Linked DNA regions of Mus musculus: all the other regions are linked to region 4. A link is a contact called in public HiChIP or PLAC-seq and promoter capture Hi-C data. All regions are on one chromosome and are shown on one strand. Each heading gives the region's core, a stretch centred on a gene start, on an enhancer-like site or on the middle of the called end of the contact. The rest is flanking DNA. Distances are from core to core; before and after follow the strand shown. Region 1 holds the start of Sox10 (SRY (sex determining region Y)-box 10). Region 2 holds the start of Eif3l (eukaryotic translation initiation factor 3, subunit L). Region 3 holds the start of Galr3 (galanin receptor 3). Region 4 holds the start of Kdelr3 (KDEL (Lys-Asp-Glu-Leu) endoplasmic reticulum protein retention receptor 3).

Evidence for each region. Promoter capture Hi-C pulls out the DNA fragments that hold promoters and counts their contacts. HiChIP or PLAC-seq counts read pairs in DNA pulled down with a chosen protein or histone mark.
Region 1: a contact with region 4 is called in a promoter capture Hi-C map of liver, with 6 times the contacts expected there. The contact joins the promoter of Sox10 here to the promoter of Kdelr3 in region 4. A contact is called at or near these places in 19 of 39 promoter capture datasets (the 3T3-L1 cell line, 3T3-L1-derived adipocytes, the C10 cell line and 12 more), 2 of 484 Hi-C or Micro-C datasets (the HL-1 cell line and bone marrow-derived macrophages), 3 of 115 datasets of contacts at active chromatin or transcription factors (microglia, pancreatic cancer cells and stem cell-derived neural progenitor cells) and 3 of 9 other capture datasets (embryonic stem cells, liver and macrophages).
Region 2: a promoter capture Hi-C map of liver shows a contact between it and region 4, with 4 times the contacts expected there. The contact joins the promoter of Eif3l here to the promoter of Kdelr3 in region 4. A contact is called at or near these places in 8 of 39 promoter capture datasets (the 3T3-L1 cell line, the HPC-7 cell line, cranial neural crest and 3 more), 2 of 115 datasets of contacts at active chromatin or transcription factors (embryonic stem cells and pancreatic cancer cells) and 2 of 9 other capture datasets (embryonic stem cells and liver).
Region 3: a contact with region 4 is called in an H3K4me3 HiChIP or PLAC-seq map of bone marrow-derived macrophages, with 5 times the contacts expected there. The contact joins the promoter of Galr3 here to the promoter of Kdelr3 in region 4. A contact is called at or near these places in 1 of 39 promoter capture datasets (liver), 1 of 484 Hi-C or Micro-C datasets (embryonic stem cells) and 2 of 115 datasets of contacts at active chromatin or transcription factors (bone marrow-derived macrophages and pancreatic cancer cells).

Annotation. Positions count from the first base shown.
Region 1 is chr15:79,163,183-79,166,644 of GRCm38.p6, forward strand. It overlaps Sox10 (SRY (sex determining region Y)-box 10), which reads right to left and starts at 1,308. Exons shown (of 4, transcript NM_011437.1): 1 at 1,100-1,308; 2 at 107-612. The coding sequence starts at 534. Gm10863 (predicted gene 10863) reads left to right here and starts at 2,884. Exons shown (of 5, transcript NR_029470.1): 1 at 2,884-2,997. RefSeq lists enhancers at 1,165-1,823, 2,349-3,039, 2,513-3,359.
Region 2 is chr15:79,073,520-79,076,733 of GRCm38.p6, forward strand. It overlaps Eif3l (eukaryotic translation initiation factor 3, subunit L), which reads left to right and starts at 1,704. Exons shown (of 13, transcript NM_145139.2): 1 at 1,704-1,773; 2 at 2,252-2,300. The coding sequence starts at 1,741.
Region 3 is chr15:79,039,889-79,043,280 of GRCm38.p6, forward strand. Galr3 (galanin receptor 3) reads left to right here and starts at 1,997. Exons shown (of 2, transcript NM_015738.2): 1 at 1,997-2,402; 2 at 2,832-3,392. The coding sequence starts at 2,044. It also overlaps a transcript of Gcat not described here.
Region 4 is chr15:79,514,945-79,518,620 of GRCm38.p6, forward strand. It overlaps Kdelr3 (KDEL (Lys-Asp-Glu-Leu) endoplasmic reticulum protein retention receptor 3), which reads left to right and starts at 1,464. Exons shown (of 5, transcript NM_134090.2): 1 at 1,464-1,696. The coding sequence starts at 1,606.

The DNA of each region.
Region 1 (3,462 bases), core at 58-2,557, 350 kb before region 4:
AGGTTGGTCTCCCCTGAGAGAGAGGCCTGGGCGATCCTGTTCTGGGGTCCCAGGCTAGCCCTAGTGCGCGCGCACGAGGGGGGTGTTGGGCCGGGGCAGCGCTCACCTCCAGAGCTTGCCTAGTGTCTTGCTGAGCTCAGCATTGTGGAGGTGAGGGTACTGGTCGGCTAGCTTTCTGCGTGCCGCCTGTGCCCACACCATGAAGGCGTTCATGGGCCTCTTGACGTGCGGCTTGCTCTTGCTGGCACCGTTGACGCGCACGGGCATGGGCACCAGCGTCCAGTCGTAGCCGCTGAGCACCTGGCTGACCGCCTCGCGGATGCACACGGGGAACTTGTCATCGTCCGCCTCGCCGTCCTGCTGTTCCTTCTTGACCTTGCCCAGTTCACCGGGCCCCGGGCTGGCTCGCAAGCCCGAGCCACCGCCGCCGCCGTCGGGTCCCAGCGACGGCGCGCTGCCTGGGGACAGGCAGCGGGGTTCCTCCGAGCCCACAGGGCTCAGCTCCACCTCTGATAGGTCTTGTTCCTCGGCCATGTCGCTCCCGGCCGCCGCCGCTTCGGCCGCCTCCCCCGGGCCCGCCGCCGGGGTCCTCGTGAAGAGCCCAACGCCCACCTGGACGGGAAGGAGGGCGCGATGGAGAGGCGCTGGGCGCCACTCCCGGCACGCGGGTGCAGCCCCGAAGTGGCGACTCTCCCTGCCTGCGCTAAACCCACTCGGGCCTGGGCGCGTGCACATGCCAGACCCTAGGTGGGTGCGTCCCGCCTCCACGTCTTCCCACCCCCTGATCCCAACCGTCTCTAGGTGTGGGTGTTTTTTTTTTTTTTTTTTTTTCGTTTTTTTCCCCTAAACCTCCTTTTGGGTGGAGGTTTGTTGATGGAAAGGAAGAAAAACGGACCCTTTATTCGGCTCTAATCCGGGCCCCTGGAATTTCCCACCTTTTCGCTCACCTCTCTTTCCCCTCGTCTGCTCTGACAGCCTAGGGGAGCAGAATGGGGGGACGCAGGCCTGCCTGCAGGGTGTCAGACTCTCCCATCGCAAAGCAGGGGTGACCCAGACCCCCGGTTGGCACTCCGGGCCCAGGGGCGCAGTGCGCACTCACCTCCTCCGACCTCTCCTCCAGTCTGGGGCTCGTCCTGAGGAAGTGGAAAACCGTGTCCCAAGGTGTGCGGTCCAGCTCGGGGCTGGGGAGTGACGCTGATGGACTGGGAGGGAGGGGCTGGGGGGCCCTGAGCCTCAGGCCACTGCCTTGTCTGGACGGAGCCTGAATCCTCACCACCAAACACCCTGGCTGGACAGCCGAGACTGACTGAGCCGCTGCAGACGGCTGGGGAAGGAAGGAGGGGGAGGGGAGGGGGAAAGGAGGGAGGGAAGGGCAGAAGGTGGAGCCTCCAGCGCTGCCTTCATCCCCAACACCCAGGACGCCTCCACTCTGCCCAGCCCCCCCCCCCCCAACCCCAGCCCTGTGACCCGCACTGCTGCCTAGGCCCGTCTCCCTGGACTCAGCTTGGGTTTGGCATCTGGTGTGAGCATGGGGATATTTTAGGTCTGGGAAGGGAGAGATACAGGTGGCACAGTCAGAACCTGTTGCCTGGGACCCTAAACCATTGCCACAGGTGGTGGCATGGACAGTTGACAAAGGACTGGAGAGAGGTGTGAGGAGAGTGGATAACTTGAAAGGGTCGTGGCCTGTGTTGCTTCATTTGAGAAATCCCACTGAGTCCCACTGTGTGCTAGGCACCGCAGCCTGCAGTAGGTATCAGACCCTCGCCTTCTCCTGTCCTCTCCAACACAGCTGACCCAAGCCAAGCCCCCCAGGACCGCAGCTGGATAACCTTTGCCCTGTACACATACAACCCCCAGATTCAATCCGTGATCCCTTCTCTCTAAGATCCTAGCATCCAGAAGGCTGGACTGGCCCAGGATAGAGAGAGACACAGGAGGCTGAGGCAGGGTGAGAGTGCCCTACTCTTCAAGAAGGGTGAGGGGGACTTTGGGGAGGGGGTGTCTCTCACTTCCATGAAGGGCTCTTCCTCTCCCTGGAAAGGAGACCCAGTCCTGGATGTCTGGATGTGAAGTCCCTTACTCTCCCACACTGAGAAAAGACAGGAACTGCCCTGGCTCTCACAGCCCCCGCCCCCTTTCTGCCCCTCAAGCCGATTCTTTGTTCTTCCTCCCGTTGCCCCAGGGCTCCTATCCTTGGTCTCACCTCTACAGCCTAGTTAGTGTCCTTTTCTCTTCTCAGTGAAGGCACCCTTTCCTGGTTGAGTGGCTAGGCGGAACTGGGGTGCCCACGGAGGGACAAACAGAGGAGCATGGGCCACCCCACTGACAGTGTGTGGCTTCTCTGTCCCACTTAGCTAGGTAAGGCCCTAGGCCCACACCAAACAGGTACCTTCTGGAGTCGAGCTGGAACTGGGGTCTGGAGAATCAAGGCCTCAATGATTGGGAGGGCCCCAGGGTGGATAGTGGGGACACAAAGAGATAGTCACATAGGGCAAAGGCATGTCGAGGGGGTGGCAGACATTGGTAACACACACTCACACATGCTTGCGCACACACAACCAGCCAGACAATTGGGCCAGTGTGTCTGGGGCTGCAGAGCCCAGTGAATTAGGAGTTTGATAAGGGTTTTCTCTTTCTCTCGCTCGCTGGCCTTGGACAATCTCCCCCCAGTTTTCCTCGACGCCACCCCCGGCGCTGCCAACCCTCCTCCCCCCCGCCTCCCTTCTCTTCCCTGTGCCCAGACTCTTGTTCGGGGCCTTGAAACAGTGAGCTGTCTTTGTTCGAAATACAGGTGAACGGCAATCATGTGATTAACACACACACACACATAAAAAGCTTTTTAACAGCGCCCGCCCGGCCTCAGAACCGCCCGGAGAGAAGCCGCCTTGGATGGACAGAGGGACGGAGCAGCAAGCATCCGGCCTCCCCGGCTTCCCTGCAGCGGTCTCCAACTGCTGTCTGCCCGCTGCCCGCCTGCCTGGCATCTCTCTCCCGGTGGGTCCCTGTTCATCCCTCCACTCTTTGGTCCCTCCTCTTGGAGGGAAGGTCCTCCCTGCTCTCTGTGTGTCTGTGGCTGAGCCTGAGACCCCTTGAGGCATAGAGGAGTGCTGTGGGGGAGGGGGAGAGTGGGCTCAGGCTTAGAAAGCTGGCCACGAGTGGTGGTCTCACAGCCGGTCCCCTCTCTAGTCCCCTGCCACTACCCTCTTGGGCCCAGCTGCCAGAAGGGGTGTGAGTGTGTGTGTGGGGGGTCTATAAAGGACCACACCTGGTTTGCACTCTCTCCTTGTCTCTCCTCCACTCTGTACAGGTTCTCCTGAATGCTTGGTTGGACCCTGCCTACCTACCTGCTGAGAGGTGGTGCTGAGGCGGGCAGGGGAAAGATTGTGTGTTGGCTGAGGGATTCCCCCTGTGAACAAGACATCAATGAGCAGCAGGCTGGCAATCGGGATACCTTCTGCC
Region 2 (3,214 bases), core at 454-2,953, 440 kb before region 4:
TTTTTTTTTTTTTAAAGATTTATTTATTTATTTATTTATTATATGTAAGTACACTGTAGCTGTCCTCAGACACTCCAGAAGAGGGAGTCAGATCTCGTTACGGATGGTTGTGAGCCACCATGTGGTTGCTGGGATTTGAACTCCTGACCTTCGGAAGAGCAGTCGGGTGCTCTTACCCACTGAGCCATCTCACCAGCCCACCCATGTACTTTCTATGACTAGTTTGAGACACTCATTGCTCTGTTCTCAGGTGCATCTTACATTGTTCTGAGTACATCTATCCCCTAATGCTAGTGCTTAACCTATGGCAAAACATCTTGGGGTGTGGGTGTGGGGTGAGGGGTATGGGTGTGGTAGTACACACCTCTGATCCCAACACTCAGGAGGCAGAGGCAGGTGGATCTCTGAGTTTGAGGTCATCCTGGTCTACATAATAGACCCTAGGACACCCAGAATTACATAATAGAAAGATCCTGTCTAAAACCAAATGAGCAGGGAGGTAGCTATGCAAGCCTTTAATCCCAGTAAGCAGGGGGCAGAGGCAGGTGGATCTCTTGAGTTCAAGGGCAGTCTGGTCTACAGACTGAGTTCCAGGACAGCCAGGGGTACAGCTGGCTGATTTTTGAAAAATCAGCTGTAACTCCAGAGGATTGATGCCCTGTGTGCATAATTCACTCATACAGAGGAATAAATAATCTTAAAAGTAAGGTCTTTATTAAACCCTAATTCTTTCTTGCTTAAATAAACCAAAGCAACCAGACAGGCAAACAAAAGGAACGACTTTAAGGAGTCTAGGGCTTAAGGAGCCAGGGGGGAGAATGGCAGTTCTAAATAGGACGCTTTGAGTAGAGGGCGTTGATTAGCAACACTCGTCCAGCAAACTCCTGTCTTCAACAGAGAGCCAGGCAGTGATACCGGGGTCATTTGTACTAAAGTCTGGTCAGAGGTAAGCATGAGTGCCGAAGCCCAGAGTTGTGTACCTGGCTGTAATAAGCAGAGATTGTTGTGACCCGGAGACAAGGATGCAGGTGCCCAAAAGGTAAGGCAAATCAGCTGTTCAGGGATTGGTTCTCGCCTTCCACCATGTGGGTCTCCCACATCGAACTCAGGTCGTTAGGCTTGGTGTCAAGGGCCTTCACCAGTTTGGTCATCCTGAGTGTTCTCAGGTTGATTTTTTTTTTTTTTTTTTTTTTTTTTTTGGTGGTGGTGGTGTGGGGGAGAAATTTCTCGCTGCAGGCAAAACCGTTTACACCTAAATCTAAGGTCAGGAACGCTACATCTTAGCAGGTCACTTGTCATCGTCTCTGTACCGTTTTCTTCTGATTTCTCTTTATTTTTGTTGTTGTTGTTTTGGAGACCCCGCTTTATAATCAGATTGGCCTGGAAATAACTAACTTTGGTTATCCTCGAATTTGTTGCAGTCTCCTGCCTCCGCCATCCTTGAGATGGCAGATGTGAGTCAACAGGGTCTAGGCATTCTTCCCCTTTATCGCTTGCCCGCCCCTACTTCTGCGTGCACACCATACTCCACAATAATGTCCTTTGAAAAGCCCGTTTTGCAGGGAGGAAGGAACTCTGATAGTTTAGGAACTCCGTCCTTCCAATCAGAGCTACTTCGCTTCCCCGGCGACCCCGGAAAGGCTTTCGGGCAGGTTGGGCTGGGCGGGACTTCCGGTCCGGCCAAGCAGGCGCGGAGTTCTTCTTCCGCTCTCTCCCACGGGCTTCTGGAGCGCCGTAGCCATGTCTTACCCCGCTGATGACTACGAGTCTGAGGTAATGAAGCGGTGAGCGCGTGGCGGGGTCCGCGGTGGGCACCCGGTTCGGTGGGATCTGTCCCCGAGGTGAGGCGGCGTCCAGATCGGGCCGGAACAAGCGGACCTCGATCATTCCGGCCCTCCCGGCCCCGGGTCTCCTCCCCGGGTCCCTCCTCTGCCGGCCGTATGTCCCCGCGTGTAGTCGCAGTCAGTCGGAGGCGGGCTGAAGGGTGTTTAATGCTGAGTTCTTGGCTCTCATGGCGTCTGCTTCAGACGGGGCTATTACTGTGTTTTTCTTGTCTTGTTGCACCTGTAAGCGTGTTTTGTGCTTGCCCGGGGTCCCTTTTCTCTCACACATGTGAAGCCCTCCGAGGTAGCGACTGTCAGTCTTATCTGAGTAGTATGTTTTGCCTCCTGCTTGACATGGAGGCCCGAGGACGAGCATTTTTGGAGTCCCCATTTGGCGTGTCTCCCTAACTTTGTCTCTTTCCTTGCAGGCTGCTTATGATCCCTACGCCTACCCGGGCGACTATGATATGCACACAGGTGAGGCTCTCAGTTTGCCCGGCTGTCTCTTGCCTTCCAAGGATTGGCACTTTTTTCTTTGACCATCTCAGCGTTGACTCCCAACAGGGACCTGTTAAAAACTGCGTCCTAATGGAGTGGTGGAGTCGGCCATTAGGTCTGATTGGTAGGGTTGTGAAGAGTCTAATTAAACCAGGCCTTTTTTGTGGTCTACCTGCCCACGTCAGAAGAGGACCATCACTGACCCGGCTAGGTTTTTCTTACTTGGGGCAGATTTTATTTGTTATACTGGGGTGGAACCCAGAGCCCCATGCTTGTGGACGGTCTCTGAACCACACCCACAGCCCTCCTCCCTGAGCTGTCTGGCCAAGGTCAAAAAGCTTTGTGGCTTTGTTGTTTGGGTGCCGGAGATGAGATTAAACCACACACTCCAGCCCCAAAGAAGGAAATCTTGGTGTGAAAATCTTCCTTGATTCAAACCAAGTCTAAGTGAAATACTTTGGGGAGGCTTTTGAAGTTTACCGAAATGTTCTAGTCACTTTGAGATTAAGTAAGTACCAAGTGGCTTGCGATGCTCACAGCATGTATTTTATTGGCCCTTACAGTAGAGTAGTTTTACAAAGTAAGCATGTTAATGTGTCTTTAAAGGTGAAAGAAAATAGCGTACTATGCATCATTTGGTTAGAAAGTGAGTTTCCTTTCCTGTTTTTTAAAGATGGGGGTCTCGTTATGTAGCTCTGGCTATCCCGGAACTCACTATATAGAGCATGCTAGCCTCACAGATTCAGCTGTCTGAGGGTTGGGATTAGCAGTGTGCACCCACCTACCCAGCTGAGAAGTAACTTTAATGGTATGTCCTGAGGGACAAGGACAGTGGGCTGGGATTGAGGATGACGGCTGACCTTAGACCCTTGCCCATGCTGGGCAAGCAGTCT
Region 3 (3,392 bases), core at 747-3,246, 470 kb before region 4:
ATCCAGTGAGCCTCTTGTGAGTGGGGTTGGTGACACTAGAGAGGCCCCGCAAGCACTGGTAACTGCATAGGGGGGCTTCCCACAGGAACTGGTCTTGAGTGTTGCCCAGATCTTCCAGTCCTAGCTCCATGGGGCACTCGTCTCTGATGTGCCCTCCACCTTCCGGTTCTGGAAGGATTCTTCTCCTCCCCAGCTCTCTGCCCTTGATACATACGGTTGTCCAATATCCAGTCTCTTGGTTGGCAAGTCTAGTGCCCCTCCCTCCCCAAGTGGCAGCTGCTCTACCCCTGGAAGCCCATAGGCCACTCCTCCCAGGGCTCATGCCTACCATTCAGCAACATCTGGTTTGTGCCTGGGCAAGAGGCCCTCAGGTGAATTAAGTGCAAATCCTCTCTCCTTTCTCATCTCAGCCATAACAAACTTCTTACAAGATGGAAAGGCACAGGTCATGTTCTCCCTCTGGAACCTTCCTAGCTTCCCTGTGGCTTTCAGGCTAAATCAAGACCTGGCTTCCAGTCGATGAAGCCCCTTAAACTAGCTTAGGGAATGAAATGGGTCTTGTGATTCCTACCTGAAGTCCACAACAAAGAGCTTTTGGTCCTGGTTTCCCAGCCTTGGAAACTCCATTTAAAAATAGAAATCCTTTCTGAGCTTAGATCAGAGTTCTACTTGGAGCCAAGGAAGCTAAGGCACTAGGGGGGAGGAGTCACAGGCCACAGGAGGTGGGAGGTGCCAGGAATGGGCTGAGCCCTGGGCAGGAAAGGGTTAACCACGGAAGCCAATCTCCTAGAGCGGAGATCAGTGGGTTACTGCCCGTGAAAGCGAGAATGAGGTGGCAACAACGCAGACAGGCAGAGAAGAGCGGCGCTGAAGAGCATGCCACCCCGGGGAAATCGGGGGTCTGAGGAGGAGGTGGCCAGTCCACTCCGGAGCAGTAGCGAGTGCCCAACATCCAACTCAGCGGACAGCTGAGGGCAGGGGAGAGGAGAGGAGGGGCCTTGAAAATGAAGAGAGAGAAATAGGAAGCAGAGGCGTACCTGCATGGAGGCAATCAAGGGCTGAAACAAGAAGCTCCAGCCTGGCCGTTCTACCAGGAAGCATGCAGGGGCCCAGTGCCTAGGGCTGAGGTGGGTGCCGCCTATCCTGGGCTTGGGGGCTTACTGCTTGTAGGTGCTGTGTAGGGGCAGATGTCCCCCTTCTTCTGTCCTCCCTGCCTCCTGAACCCCTGCTCCTAAGTCATCTCACTGCTGCACTGGGTCCCTGAGCACAAGGGGACCCACAGGTTGTAAACTGCGGCTCAGGGTAGGGTTGACACCAGGCAATGTGCGCACAGGCACGTGCATGGGGACACATGTGAACAGTCGGGTAGCACCTGTTGCAGTTTTTCCGATGCGCATTCCAGCCTAGGAGTCAGGATCCCAGCAGCCCCAGAGCTGTCACTCAGGTTGTGATATTAGCCACTTGTGTCACCTCTCTAGGCCTCAGTTTCCCTACGTGCAGAGCGGAGGCGGTGACTTCTGTGGTCTTCCTAGCTCTGCTGCTGTAGTGCTCTCATGAGGAAGGACTCTTCATTGACTCAGGGGTGTTACCGGTGCCGCCTGTTGCCACAAAAATGCCCCTAAATTCAAAGGTCTCCCCTGAGCGTCCAATGTGGTTGAAAAAGAAAATATAGCCAGTTTGTGTTGCCTCTCAGCGGCCTCGGCATCTTCTTATTCTGCCTGTGTCTTCATGTGCCTTATAAATCTAGAATAACCCAAACAGCCTTCCAGGTTCTGGGTTAAAGAGGTGTTCCCTAGGAAACCAAGGATCAGCGTGTGTGTGTGTGTGTGTGTGTGTGTGTGTGTGTGTGTGTGACACACACAACCAATGTGACTGTCTCACATGCTGACTTTGGCTTTGTTCTACCCTCTTCTGTCCTTCATGAACTTCTAGCCCAGATACCTGGTCAGATCCAGGCTGAAAGAACCAGATTCCTGGGTCAAGTGCCTTGAGACCTGGCCTCCTGTCTGAAGACCCGTTTTCTCTTCCTCGTTTGCTAGGAAAATGGCTGACATCCAGAACATTTCGCTGGACAGCCCAGGGAGCGTAGGGGCTGTGGCAGTGCCGGTGGTCTTTGCCCTCATCTTCCTGTTGGGCATGGTGGGTAATGGGCTGGTGTTGGCCGTGCTTCTGCAGCCTGGCCCAAGTGCCTGGCAGGAACCGGGCAGTACCACGGATCTCTTCATCCTCAACTTGGCGGTGGCCGACCTTTGCTTCATCCTGTGCTGCGTGCCCTTCCAGGCGGCCATCTACACACTGGATGCCTGGCTCTTTGGGGCTTTCGTGTGCAAGACGGTACATCTGCTCATCTACCTCACCATGTATGCCAGCAGCTTCACCCTGGCGGCCGTCTCAGTGGATAGGTGAGCTGTACCTGGGTCAGGCCAGAGAGGGACCTGGACAGATTCTTATTAGCTAGCGGAATATAACTAGGGACCAGACTTTGGTGGGAGGAAAGGAAGGCCTTAGTGGCACCTGCCCTTCCGGCCTCCAGTGTGGACTTCCAGAGGGCATTTCTAAGCCCCAAAGTGTCAGCGCAGGGGGCCAGGTATAAATTGGAATTGTGTAGTAACAAAAGAAACTCCCAATACACTCGTCAGATGCTAAGGTACCTATACCTGACTCACATTGCCTCACATTTATCCATGGCTTGAAATTCCCTAGACGATGAGTCTCTTCTCTTTGAGCCCTTGCTAAATGGCAGGCAAAGGGATTGGATGGGGAAATTAAGGCAGGCACGGGGGCGGGCTCTCAGGAGGCCCCGCCCCTGACCTCCCCGCCCTCACCCGCAGGTACCTGGCGGTGCGACACCCGCTGCGCTCCCGGGCCCTCCGCACCCCGCGCAACGCGCGCGCCGCCGTGGGGCTCGTGTGGCTGCTGGCGGCGCTCTTTTCCGCGCCCTACCTAAGCTACTACGGCACGGTGCGCTACGGCGCGCTCGAGCTCTGCGTGCCCGCCTGGGAGGACGCGCGGCGGCGCGCGCTGGACGTGGCCACCTTCGCCGCAGGCTACCTGCTGCCGGTGACCGTGGTGAGCCTGGCCTACGGACGCACGCTGTGCTTCCTGTGGGCCGCCGTGGGTCCCGCGGGTGCGGCGGCGGCAGAGGCACGCAGACGGGCAACCGGCCGCGCGGGGCGCGCCATGCTGACGGTGGCCGCGCTCTACGCACTCTGCTGGGGCCCGCACCACGCGCTCATCCTCTGCTTCTGGTACGGCCGCTTCGCCTTCAGCCCGGCCACCTACGCCTGTCGTCTGGCTTCGCACTGCCTCGCCTACGCCAACTCCTGCCTCAACCCGCTCGTCTATTCCCTTGCCTCCCGCCACTTCCGCGCGCGCTTCCGCCGCCTGTGGCC
Region 4 (3,676 bases), core at 214-2,713:
TCTATCCTGCTGGGTAGCTCCTTAAGCAGGGAGGTAAACAACAACAAGAATAGTCTCAGGAACTCCCTGAAACTGAGCAGATTCCCTAGGCTCCTCCCTGCCAGAGTAAGCAGGGAGTAAGAAGACTCAGAACAAGAAGAGCAGCCTTCGAGAGATTTAGACCAACTGAGGCACCTGGGAAGGATATTCTCCAACCTGCTGAGCTGCCTGCAGGCAGTGGGAAGAGCTCCAGGTTCCCAGCTTGGTGAGCTGTCACCCATGCTGGGTGGGCTTTGGTGATGCAGCTGTCTCTGAGTCATTCCTGCTCCTGTAAGCAACCCTTCACCCATATTCCTCTAAGTAACTCCAGCAAAACTCATTAATTCATGAAGCTGGATATTGGTACTATCTGTACTTTAGGCTGTCGTGGGCTCCCTATCTGGGGTGAGCAGACAAGTGTGTTTCATCTCCCCAGGAAAGGTGTGTGTGTGTGTGTGTGTGTGTGTGTGTGTGTGTGTGTAGATTCACAGCAAGCTGCCCAGGGTCCCCCATGCTGCACCCCCCAGGCAGTGCTACTGGTCACATGCAAAGCCTCCCAGAACTGCTTTGTGCGGGGAGTAATGGTAAAGCAATGGAGGCCAGGAAAGAGTTGGCGAACACCGTAAGCAACAGATCTTCATCCTGCCGAAGCCTCTCCTGCACACAGAGGGAGCCAGACGAAGCCATTTCTTTAGGAAGAAACCAGCTACAGGAGGGAGGGGGGCTGGGATCAAGGAGAAGGCAGAAAGGCCCTTGGTTTATCGGTTCCATAGCTATAGATTAATAGACCTGTGCCCAGAGAGGATGCTTCACATAGCAATGGAGGCCTCCAGCCCACCTAAGATTCTTCCTACTCTATCCTGCCTGCCTCTATGCCGTGCTTGGAGTTTTTCCTGGTCAGTGAAGTTCTTTCCAGTGTCTTCCCACATGAAGAAGAGGGGGGCAGAAATGAAGGCGGTGGGCATCCCCAACACACTCAGCCTCTTTTACACCATTAGCATCTCCCTTGTAGTCAATACTGAAGCCCAGAAAGGGGACTCAGAGTCAGCCTCTCTCCCCACCGGAAACCATCAACAAGGTTATCTCAGAGCTAGCTCAGGTTATCTCAGAGTTTAACAGGTGATGGCTCCTTTCAGCACCACTTCCCGGGAGTTCCAACCTGGGAGGTCTTCCGCGGCTGAAAGCCTGCTTCCACCACCCAGGGCCCAACAGAGCTATGAAAGTCAGGACTTGAAGTGAGTGCCAGGCCCTGACTGTGGTTTCTGGGGATGAGAGGAACACTTGGTGCCTACGCAGGACCAGAGAGGGAGGGGCTCGGCTTGGGCCAGCAGCGGCTGTGTAAGCTGCCCCGCCTGTCGGCGTGGGGACGTGAGAAGCGCTGCTTCCTGGCTCCTGTCCCGCGCCTGGCCGCCCCGCCACGTCACCGCGCGGCCAAGGGTGCGCGCGGCGGGAGCGCGCCAGCAAGGAGGCGCGGCACCGGCCTGGGGCACCGCGAGGAGCAGGGACGGGGACGTGGCAGCGCCCCGCGCAACAGAAAGTTCCCTGGGAAGTTCTGCGCGACACGGCGCGGGAGCGGCGGGCGGGACCATGAACGTGTTCCGAATCCTCGGGGACCTGAGCCACCTCCTGGCTATGATCTTGCTCCTGGTGAAGATCTGGAGGTCCAAGAGCTGCGCCGGTGAGCGGCGCCCGGGGCGGGGCGGGACCGGACCATGGTGAGGACTTAGGCTCAGAGGGAAGCCGGGCGCGCGCGCTTCCAAAAACTTCAGCGAAGTTTTTCGACATCAGAGGATCCGGGAGATTATGAGGGAGCGTGGCTTCTGTCTCCATGAAGAGCCCTACCTCACGCTTCTCGCCCTATCCTTAACTGGGCAGCTGGCAGTATCACGGCTGCTGGGCGAGGAGTGGAGGGGGACCTTCCCCTGGGAGGAGACCATATTTGAAGTCGCCTTAGTCGTCGAGTCTTCATTCTCTCCTGCCTTTTATTTCCCCAGAGAGAGCCTTTTCCTGCCAGCTGGTGATATCAGCCTGGCCCAGGGATGTGGAGCTGGCTCTGAGTGGAAGGCGTTGGAGGGGCTCGCGATTTGTCTACAGGTCTAGCGGCCTTGCTGGGATGGGAAATATCTGGAGGCTGGGTTGATGATTTCAGTCCCCGGGTTAATAAGAAGCTGCCCATTGTCTTTCAGCCATCTCCGTTCCTAGCGTTCCCTGCCTGTCCCAGGCATGCAATTGAGTGTGAGCTCAGACTCTACCAGAGCTGGGGAGGCAGAGAGCAGCTGAGGGCTACGTGGACAGAGAGGATGGGCAGGGTATGTGCTCAAGGTACAGGGTACGGTGTTGAGAACACCCGTGCAAATACGTAGAAGCCACAGGGCATAGGGCATGTCCTGGGAAGGACACAGGAGGAAGAGGAATCCAGAAGGTAGGATGGACTAATGGTGAAAGGCTTTTTCCGGTCACATTCGGGATCCAGGATGAAGGAAACCATCGAAGAAGTAGGAGCAGAGGCAGAGGCTCAGCAGGTCTCTTGAGACTCCGGAAATGGAGGTTGAGAGCATTTTGAGATGTCACCTGGGAGGCTGATCAGGAGAGGGACTTGGTTGAGTATGGATCAGACACATTTTGGATCCAGTGGCTCTGGACTGAATTAGACGTTACCGGGGGTTTGTAGTAGTCAGTTGCCTGAGAGATCGTCTCTCACGGCCCTTCTGCTTGCTGGGCCTGTGACTTTGCTTTAGAGGTCCGGGGTAGGATTGGGGGAGTGCTTGTTACCTCCTCCCTCATCCTGTGAGGGACACTGTGCCCTGATACCCCAATGCCCTGCCTTAGGGAGCTGACCTACTGAGAGACCAGCAGAAAGCGACAGGAGGAGCAAATCAGTATGCGTTGCTGTAGGCGAAAGAAAAATGGCAGCTGGTGCCAGCCCCAAATGCCAGAGACACACTGGCCACTGTCCCACTGTCCTGCTGAGTTGTGTAGCCTGGGGCTTCTGTTTCCCTATCAGTCAGAGGGACTCACTCACGGTGTCTCTCTTCTCCTGGGCTTCTGGTAGGGATAGTGTTTATGTGTTTATGTGTGGAGCCACTATGGGTAGAACCCTGAGCCTACAAGGTTAAGAGGACTGGAGGATATAGTGGCCAGGTATCCCCCATGAAGCTGCTGCCTAGACTGTCCTAATAGGGCAGGTGCCTCTTTGGCAAGGGCTTGGTGAAGGGGCAACACAGCCAGCCCCACCTGGTCTAGGTCGCCTCCCCATCTGTGTCACCCCCTATAGGAGTTCCTTTATGGCCTCGTCTGTCTCCCTGCTAGGCTCTACTCAGGTCCTAGGTCTTGGTCACATGGCTCCAATCACATGTGCGGGGGATGGGGGGGAGGGGAAACAGGACTACTAGTGAGGAATGTGAGGCCCACACTCGCCTGCAGCCGGTATCTGGGCCCAGTGTTCTTCAGAGTGGGAGAGACCTTAGGAGTCTCCTCCATCATTAAAAATGTCACTCTGACTGGGTAGTGGTAGCACGCTCCATTAATCCCAGCACTTGGGAGGCAAAGGGAGGTGGATCTTCTTGAGTTCAAGGCCAGCCTGGTCTACAGAGAGAGTTTCAGGATAGCCAGGGCTACATAGAGAAACCCTGTCTCGAAAACATACAAACAAGACAAA